Linked DNA regions of Triticum aestivum: regions 1 and 2 are each linked to region 3. Evidence: chromatin contacts called from public Hi-C and HiCAR-type data. All regions are on one chromosome and are shown on one strand. Each heading gives the region's core, a stretch centred on a gene start, on an enhancer-like site or on the middle of the called end of the contact. The rest is flanking DNA. Distances are from core to core; before and after follow the strand shown. Region 1 holds the start of LOC123128130 (universal stress protein A-like protein). Region 2 holds the start of LOC101290593 (soluble inorganic pyrophosphatase). Region 3 holds the start of LOC123128125.

Evidence for each region. Hi-C and Micro-C count contacts between places; a contact is called where the count stands out from the background. HiCAR-type assays count read pairs that join an accessible place to other places.
Region 1: a contact with region 3 is called in a Hi-C map of leaf, with 5 times the contacts expected there. The contact joins the promoter of LOC123128130 here to the promoter of LOC123128125 in region 3. A contact is called at or near these places in 3 of 5 Hi-C or Micro-C datasets (all in leaf).
Region 2: a HiCAR-type map of leaf shows a contact between it and region 3, with 4 times the contacts expected there. The contact joins the promoter of LOC101290593 here to the promoter of LOC123128125 in region 3. A contact is called at or near these places in 2 of 5 Hi-C or Micro-C datasets (both in leaf) and 1 of 1 datasets of contacts at active chromatin or transcription factors (leaf).

What each region holds. Positions count from the first base shown.
Region 1 is chr6A:501,702,501-501,705,200 of IWGSC CS RefSeq v2.1, forward strand. It overlaps LOC123128130 (universal stress protein A-like protein), which reads left to right and starts at 1,302. Exons shown (of 5, transcript XM_044548063.1): 1 at 1,302-1,877; 2 at 2,407-2,486. The coding sequence starts at 1,637. LOC123128128 (tubby-like F-box protein 5) reads left to right here. Exons shown (of 4, transcript XM_044548060.1): 4 at 1-148.
Region 2 is chr6A:501,315,663-501,318,362 of IWGSC CS RefSeq v2.1, forward strand. LOC101290593 (soluble inorganic pyrophosphatase) reads right to left here and starts at 1,396. Exons shown (of 9, transcript XM_044548054.1): 1 at 1,154-1,396.
Region 3 is chr6A:501,501,264-501,503,963 of IWGSC CS RefSeq v2.1, forward strand. It overlaps LOC123128125, which reads left to right and starts at 1,319. Exons shown (of 4, transcript XM_044548057.1): 1 at 1,319-1,796; 2 at 1,883-2,021; 3 at 2,139-2,272; 4 at 2,411-2,700. The coding sequence starts at 1,597. LOC123128124 reads right to left here. Exons shown (of 12, transcript XM_044548056.1): 7 at 869-1,005; 8 at 656-751; 9 at 358-427; 10 at 180-254; 11 at 52-97.

The DNA.
Region 1 (2,700 bases), core at 52-2,551, 200 kb after region 3:
TGGGGGCAATGATATCCCCGTATCTTGGCAGACCCCCCAGGATGATTTGGGCCAACTGTTGTAAGCGACTGGTATGTATTATTGTTGTTGTTGTTGGAATGTTTAGCAGTGACATATCACTGCCTTTATGGACATTGTTGTTCATCTTCGCCTGCTCTCCCCAGAAATTCTTGAGTGTTTTTTCTCCTGCTAGCTACTGCGATTGGCGGCTGTCAGCATTCTCATGCCACCGCGTTTTCTAGGATCTGTGTCGAACTTGGGAGGGTTTGTGCTGAATCGGTCTGAGATCTTACTGCAAAACGTTGTAGTCAGAAACGTATGAAGACCTGAAAATCGATGCGTTCTTCAAGGGCAAAATATATTGTTTGAAATGCTACAAGTGTAAACTGATTACAGATTTAAAAGGACGTAACTTTTGATAAATACATTTTCGGTCAGAGGAAGTAGTGCCCATAATCTCAGCCTCCAATCATTTCTTTTTCTGTGGCATGTGTCCCACGCGTAGTTTGATTATAGTTCCCAGAAATTCCCTTTTTTTCAGGGTAAGTCCCCAGATATTCCGACTAGAGTAGATTATCTTGCATATCTGCTTCCCTGGACCTTGCATATCTGCATATCTTGATGATCTACGCTGCCTGAGGGCCAGAGAAGAATGTTTTTCTTTGAAGGCACCTTGAAGAGTGAGAAAGTGATAATAACAGTAGAAGCATCCAAGAGTTCATTTAACCATTATACGTACTCCCTCCGTTCGGAATTACTTGTCTCAGAAGTGGATGTATCTAGATGTATTTTAGTTTTAGATACATCCATTTTCGAGACAAGTAATTCCGAACAGAGGGAGTATATGCCAGCAGATAAACCTCGAACCAGATTGCTTTTCTTGGGTAATCGTGGGTTCCCTCGCCCGCGGAGAAGCACCGCAGCAGCCAACTCCGTCATTGTCCATGTCATATACACACCGCCTTCGTCCTCGCTTGCGTTGCGTGGCGTGGTGATCCCCGCCGAATCTTCTTGGCCTTCTAGAAGGTGCGGGCGTCCTCTGAAAAAGAAAAAGAAAGAGGAAAATGTGTGAGCACTGGGAGATTGAAACCCGCGGCGTACGGATGGGCCCTGGGCCCCTGGCCGCCTATTTCTTCCCCCCTCTTCCCCACTTCACGTGGCCCTTTGACCGTATCTGGCCGTAGCACCACTCCGCCTACATGGAGGAGGAGGAGGAGGAGGAGGAGGAGGAGAAGGACCAGCCAGCGACCACGGTAAATGGATGGATCCATGATGAAATCCAGATTTACTGCTTGACCTCTGAATTTACATGGCGAGAAACGCATGACGAAGATGCACGAAATGAACTAGGACGAGGGAGGAGGTGTAGTCGGCGAGGCGACCGCGCCAGCACGATACCCCGGCACCGGCAGACCGAGCTTAACGCCGTCGTCACCGGCCAACATAAATATACTACGAGCACCACGGTTAACGTTTTGCTGCTACTAGTACTTACTTCAGCTGCTAGCAGAACGACGTACGTACGTAGTGAGTGCGGCAAAAGCAATCGAAAAGGGGTAGGTGGAGGCGAGCGAGCGGGCGGGCGGCGTTGGGTTTCGCCGTCGGCGGTAGCGGTACCGACCACCGAGCGGAGGCGATGGAGACGGTGGAGGAGGACGTGGAGGAGTACAGCTGGAGGGAGGTGGTGCTGCCGCGCCTCATCCCGGTGGTGCCCCACGCCGCGCCGGAGCTCGAGCGCGAGACCGGGGAGCGCCGCCGCGGCAGGGACCTGCTCGTCGCCGTCGACTTCGGCCCCAACTCCAGGCACGCCTTCCGCTGGGCGCTCGCCCACCTCGCGCGCATCGCCGACACCCTCCACCTCGTCCACGCCGTCTCCAGTTGAGTCCCCGAATCGCGCGCTTCTCTAGGGTTGCTCGATTTTTTTATTTACTAATGTTATAACAAAACACAGTACAGTATACTAGTAATTTTTAGGGCGGTCCAGCCACCGAACTGTGGCACATTTTAGTTTGGGTTGGAATACGATCGTCTCTTTATAGCAGTGATGAGGCACCATCCTTGGATTAACATTTTGTGCCCCACGACCTCATCAACTTGAATGTTGCCAGGAAAGAAAGAAGGGTCAATTGGCGCATATATCATGCCCTCACGACCCCACCTAGATAGAGGAACCGCAATCAGGAAAGTTGTTGGCTGGTATCCTGGTTATCATGGATCCATGTTGCTAGAATGATGGGAATGCCATGATAGCATAGGAGGGTTGGTTTCAGTCTTAAATAAAACCAGGGGAATTTGGTTGTATTCTGAATTAGTGTGAGATCATCCAAGCATCTGAACATGCAGGATATCGGTCCACATTTTGTAATCAACTGAGAATGGGGCTGAATGTGATTCGATTTTCTGCAGGTGTGCAAAATGATCTGGTATACAACAAGAGCCAGGAACTGATGGATGAGTTGGCCGTCGAGGCATTCAAGGAGTCACTGGTATGCCCTGTTACCACCCCTGTGTCTCTGCGTGTGTGGTTTCGTGCTGCAAATGAGCACTTTGCGCACCGGATTCATTAGCGTACCTCACGTTCTTTTGCGACGCAAGCTTAAATTGCAATGCTATGAGCACCTTTTTAGTGAAAGCTACGCAGACTATTTCTCGTGCAGTCTTCATATTTGTGAAATTCTATGTTCTGTTTCCTTTCCATAA
Region 2 (2,700 bases), core at 146-2,645, 190 kb before region 3:
CACATGCAAAGGCCTAATGTAAAGTGCGCAGCCCTTCTAACAAGTAACTTCCAAAAAAATAGCAGCAATATACTATCAGTAAACAATATTAACAAGTAACATTAATTTAACAGACAGACAGGACCTAGGCTAATAATCTATGCGAGGACTGGACAGGACTGTAGTGTGCTACTACTACTAGTCAAAGCTAGCATGATCTTCGGAAGCAAAATAAAATAAATCGGAAGATGACATCACCATCACGTCCTAAATACTAACTGAACATCAGCCGAGATTTAGAGCCTTCCCCTGAAGCATCAGCCGAGATTAAGAGCCTTTCCCTGAAGAACAACTACCGCATGGTCCAACTCGGGTTCTCTTCTCTAGAAATAGTAACAGAATCATCCAGGAGCATAGGCGAGACAAAGCACAAATGCGGGTAAAAAAAAACTTTATCTAAGAGGGGAAACAGCCGCCGCAACCGCAACGAACAGATTTGGAGAGCAGCGACGCATGCTGCTACAAGTTTGGCAAACTCGAGGAAAGAGAAGTTGCTCAAAAAGGACGAGAAGGAACACCACGGAAGGAGCAAAATATCCGCGCCTCTGCAGCCGCGAAACAGATCGGACTAAATCCAGAGAACAGATTAAAAAAATCGAAAAAAAGCACCGCCGGGTTCTCGCCGTCGTCGTCGTCCTATTCGAAACCCAGGGGAGATTTGAGCACTTGAATCGCGGTGGAATGAGCGTTCAAGACCACCAAAATGCACAGGAGCGTACAGAGAGAGAGAGAGATGGAGGAGCAGGTGAACAGAGGGGGAAATTTTACCCTGCGGAGCAAAAAGGGAAGAAGCAGACGAGAAAGAGGCGACGAACCATACCACAATCGACCAATCGCGAAACGCACCACCATCCCTCACACGAATCAGAGCAGAAGGATCCCACCGAACCCACCGAACCAGAGAGCCCGTAACCGGAGAAAAAATAAGCAGAAGCACGGACTGCAAGCGACAGGAACCAGGAAATGCGCACACTCGTACAGTACAGTACAGTGGCACCGCGCCGCGACTCAACAAAGCGGAACCGACGAGAGCGGGCGGCGCAGCAACCGGTCCGGCCACCGGAAACGGAACCGGCGGCGAGGAAGGGAGGGGGAGAGGGGAGGGGTCCCTCACCGGCGGGGTTGATCTCGCGCGACGGCAGCGGAGGCGAGGGCGAGGGAGCAGCAGCAGGCGCGCAGCGCAGGACCCGATGCCGCGATATTAACTTTGAGGCGTGGCCTTCCTTTCTGGCGACGCGAAAAGATATACGGGGGGAAAGCGTCGTGGGCCTGGCAGGCGTACGGGGCCGGTAGCTCGGGCTTCCGGGGCCGTCGGATCGCGGGGTGGACGGCCGGGAGGTGGCCACGCGGGGGATAACGCTTTAGTGGAAGCAGGAGTGGGTTGGAAGCCGCGGTTGGGGGGCCGAGCCGCACCGGATTCCCTCGCACCACCCACGAGACGAGAGCATATACTGGGAATCGGGACCCCGGGGTCCGTGGACCTCGTCCACGGTCGACCTTTGGCAGGGAGCGTCGCCTCCGTACGGGTGCCGCGGCTTCTGTCGCGCATGGACCAGGTTCTTCCTCCGTTTGTAGGTTCGAGACCGGTTTCGATTTCAGCTGTTTGGTTGCCAAAAATAAAATCTGCAGAGTATAGAGAGAATTAGCTAAAGTAAGCTCTACATTACCTTTTGTTCGGCATTTTCGTAAATTGGTTCGATGTTTAGGTACGGTATCGTTTTGGAGGAGTTTGTTTTGATGGCTAATGAAAGTGGCTTTCGTTTGGTAGAGTAGAGAGAACATGTCCATCAGGGTGAAAGGATGGACGCGGTGCTTCCTAGTTCGGGAGATGTGCTACGTGCCTACTCCGGCCGGGTATGGTACCACCTTTCGCGAAAAAATAAAGAAAAAAGTTATGGTATGACCGTCAAAGGAGCAGACTCTGTGCGATGCACAGCTTTGCGGCCGCTGACAAATACAGAAACAAAAGAGAATCCGGTAGAAAGAAATATGTTACGAACGTTAGGAGCACATTGGTTTTAAATCCTAAAATTAACATTCATGCTCCCATTTTTTCCGATTTATTTCTGATTTTTCAGCGACATTCGTTTAGTGGGAAGAGATGTTTCTGTCAACTACAAGGCGTCTATAATGACTTCGTCTCTTGAAGTGTGTGTGTTCATAGGGATGACTGTATGCTTGTCTATGTGGCCAATTTCTAAAAATGTGTTTATTTGTATTAAATGACCCTTATGAATTTATTTATCCATGTACGAAATGAAGGAAATATGCTCTAGAGACAATAATGAAGTTGTTATTTATATTTCCTTATATCATGATAAATGTTTATTATTCATGCTAGAATTGTATTAACCGGAAACTTAGTACATGTGTGAATACATGGACAAACAGAGTGTCCCTAGTATGCGTCTACTTGACTAGCTTGTTAATCAAAGATGATTACGTTTCCTAGCCATGAACATGTGTTGTCATTTGATGAATGGGATCACATCATTAGAGAATGATGTGATGGACAAGACCCATCCGTTAGCTTAGCACTATGATCGTTTAGTTTATTGCTATTGCTTTCTTCACGACTTATACATGTTCCTATGACTATGAGATTATGCAACTCCCGAATACCGGAGGAACACTTTGTGTGCTATTAAACGTCACAACACA
Region 3 (2,700 bases), core at 69-2,568:
CATGGTTTCAGGCTGTTTTTAGTTTACATGATAACATGAGTGCCAAATTACCTTCCAGTTTCAGCAGTGCACTGGCACCAGCCGGCAACCTCTTATCCTGAAATTCAGCATTTTCGTGCATGGCTATCATAGCTCCCCTGGGAAGTGCATTTAAACAGAAATATGCCGAGGAAACTTACGTAGTAGGCGTGCCAGTAATAAACATCCCTCTTTATGTTAGCATGTATTCCCTTCAGGAACAGCTCTACGAGTTTCTGCAGGCAAAATAATAATCAAGAATGATGTTTAATCATGCGATTGTGTCTGTGGAGTTATATAGTAGTAGCATCCTTGAGGTTAAATCTGAATAACTCGTACCTGGAGAACAAGTTTAGGAGGCACGGATTCAACCAAAAGTTTTTGGAGCTTGCCTCGTACCAAAAATAACCTGCGTAATACGTTGACGCGTTAGCAAATCAGTCTGAATGTAATCGCACAGCTCAATAAAATTTTCCTGTGTTAGTAAAATAAATCAACCAATGGTGACTGATCAAAGCTGCGGCAATTCATAAAGTGAAATATTGGTGGTACTTGAAGCATAATGATAACATGTTCACAACCAAGGAGAAGGACAATGAAAACATTCATGGCTAAATTTTGTTTTACTCCAGCAGACCTTTTGGGAGAAGGATCTTCTAAAATTTCTGCTGCGAGTTCCTCAAGAACACCATCCCATCCTAGCGGTATAGCTTGTCCATCCACGAAGGGGTAGCTGATAGATCAAAGGGAAAAATGGAAGTGAAGAGCACATGCTAGGATCATCATCATAATACAAAACCGAAGGAAATAAGAAGACTTGAGAAGGGACAACGAATACTACAAAGCATACCTGTTAGCTCTGCATGCCTCCAGAGCCAATATCGCCTCCCTCATGTTGTGCGCGGATCGAGTCGCAATGGTGTAAGCCAAACTTGCGGGGAGATCGAAACTCTCCCTTTTTGATATGTGAGTGAGAACCTCCACAACCTGTTTTTTTTTTCAATTTGCAAGTCAGCTACTGCAAGCATATTTGTGAGTCAACCGTGTTTCATTTCATCCAGATAAAACGGAACCTCAATCCCGGTGGATACAGGGCACTCTCAGAGCCCCTCCGCCCGCCAGCTGTGTAGCTGCCAGGTAGGTCCCATTAACAGAAGTCGATTTGTTTTCATGTGTTGCTTCCACCAAACCCCACAGAGGCAGGGCACACTGGCACAGCACGCCCGTCGCGTGCCCTCCGCGCTAGGGTTTCTGGCGGCCGTCTGCCCATCTTCTCGCAGTCGAGGCTCCAGGCCCATGACGGAGGCCCGGGACGAAGCCCAGGAAGGGGTCCAGCCCACAAAGAGGATTAGACAGCCAGCCGAGCGCTACGCGTCTGACGACTGGGTCAAGTGAGGTTTCTCTCCTCAGAAAAAAGGGTGTAAATCCATCGGTTGAAAAATAGCCGTTGCCTTCTAATCCATCACTCGGGATCGGAAAGGCGGCCTTCATCTCGGAGCAATCCCCCATCCAATTCGCCCAAATCCGCATCAGGCTGCTCTGAGAGAGAGAGAGAGAGAGAGAGAGAGAGAGAGAGGGATGGGCAGGGCAAGAAGGGGAACGGCGGCCAAGGGCAAGAGGAGGCCGCGTGCTGCGGCGAAGGCGGCAGCCGTGGCGGGCGACGGACACGAGGAAACCAAAGATGGACCTGAGAAAGCCGCCGGCGGCGGGGGTGGCTTCTTCTGCTGCTACCTCCTCCGGTCGCTCTGCCCGCGCAGCAAGAGCCGCACCTACATCGGGTACCCCCACCCCCCGCCTCGTCTCGCATCAATCAAAAATCTCATCTTTGCTTCTTGCACCTGATTGATTGACGGTCGTGTGGCAGGTTCACGGTGAACCCGCGGCGGCGGATCCGGCAGCACAACGGCGAGCTCCGATGCGGCGCCTGGCGGACCAAGCGCGGCCGCCCCTGGGAGATGATGCTCTGCATCTACGGCTTCCCCACCAACGTCGCCGCCCTCCAGGTAATTAACCAACCCTTCTTCCCCTTGAAAGATTCGCTTCGTTGGATGGTGGGTTACGGTGGCTCCTCGGTTTTTTTTTCTTACTAAACGTGGCCGCCTCCGTTTCTTGGCCTGCAGTTCGAGTGGGCGTGGCAGCACCCTACCGAGTCGCTGGCCGTTCGCAAGGCCGCCGCCGAATTCAAGTCGCTCGGCGGCATCGGCAACAAGGTCAAGCTCGCCTACACCATGCTCAACCTCCCTTCATGGGAGAAGTAAGGCCCCTCTCTCTTTCTCCTATCTCTAGCTGCTCCATCCATGGATTCTTCTTTTCTTGGGGCCGGCCAGAGTTGACTAGTAACAGTATACTGATGTGAACGGCTGTTCTGATGCCTGTGTGTGTGTGTTGCCAGCTTGAATCTCACGGTGAACTTCTTCTCCACCAAGAATACCAAGTTCACCGCAGGCTGCCCGCCCCTCCCCTGCCACATGAAGACTGTCGTTAGCCCGATGGAGGATCTCCCGTGCTACGTCGAGGGCCTTTCGTCCGAGGATGATATTATGGAGCCTAGAGAGGATGAAGAAGAACGAGATGCGGCTGTTGGCGGTGACACTTCTGATCATGGTTTGCAGACAATGGATTTGGGAACCGGAATTGTAGGCGGTGAATCAGACACTGATGAGTTTTTTGCTCCAATGGATC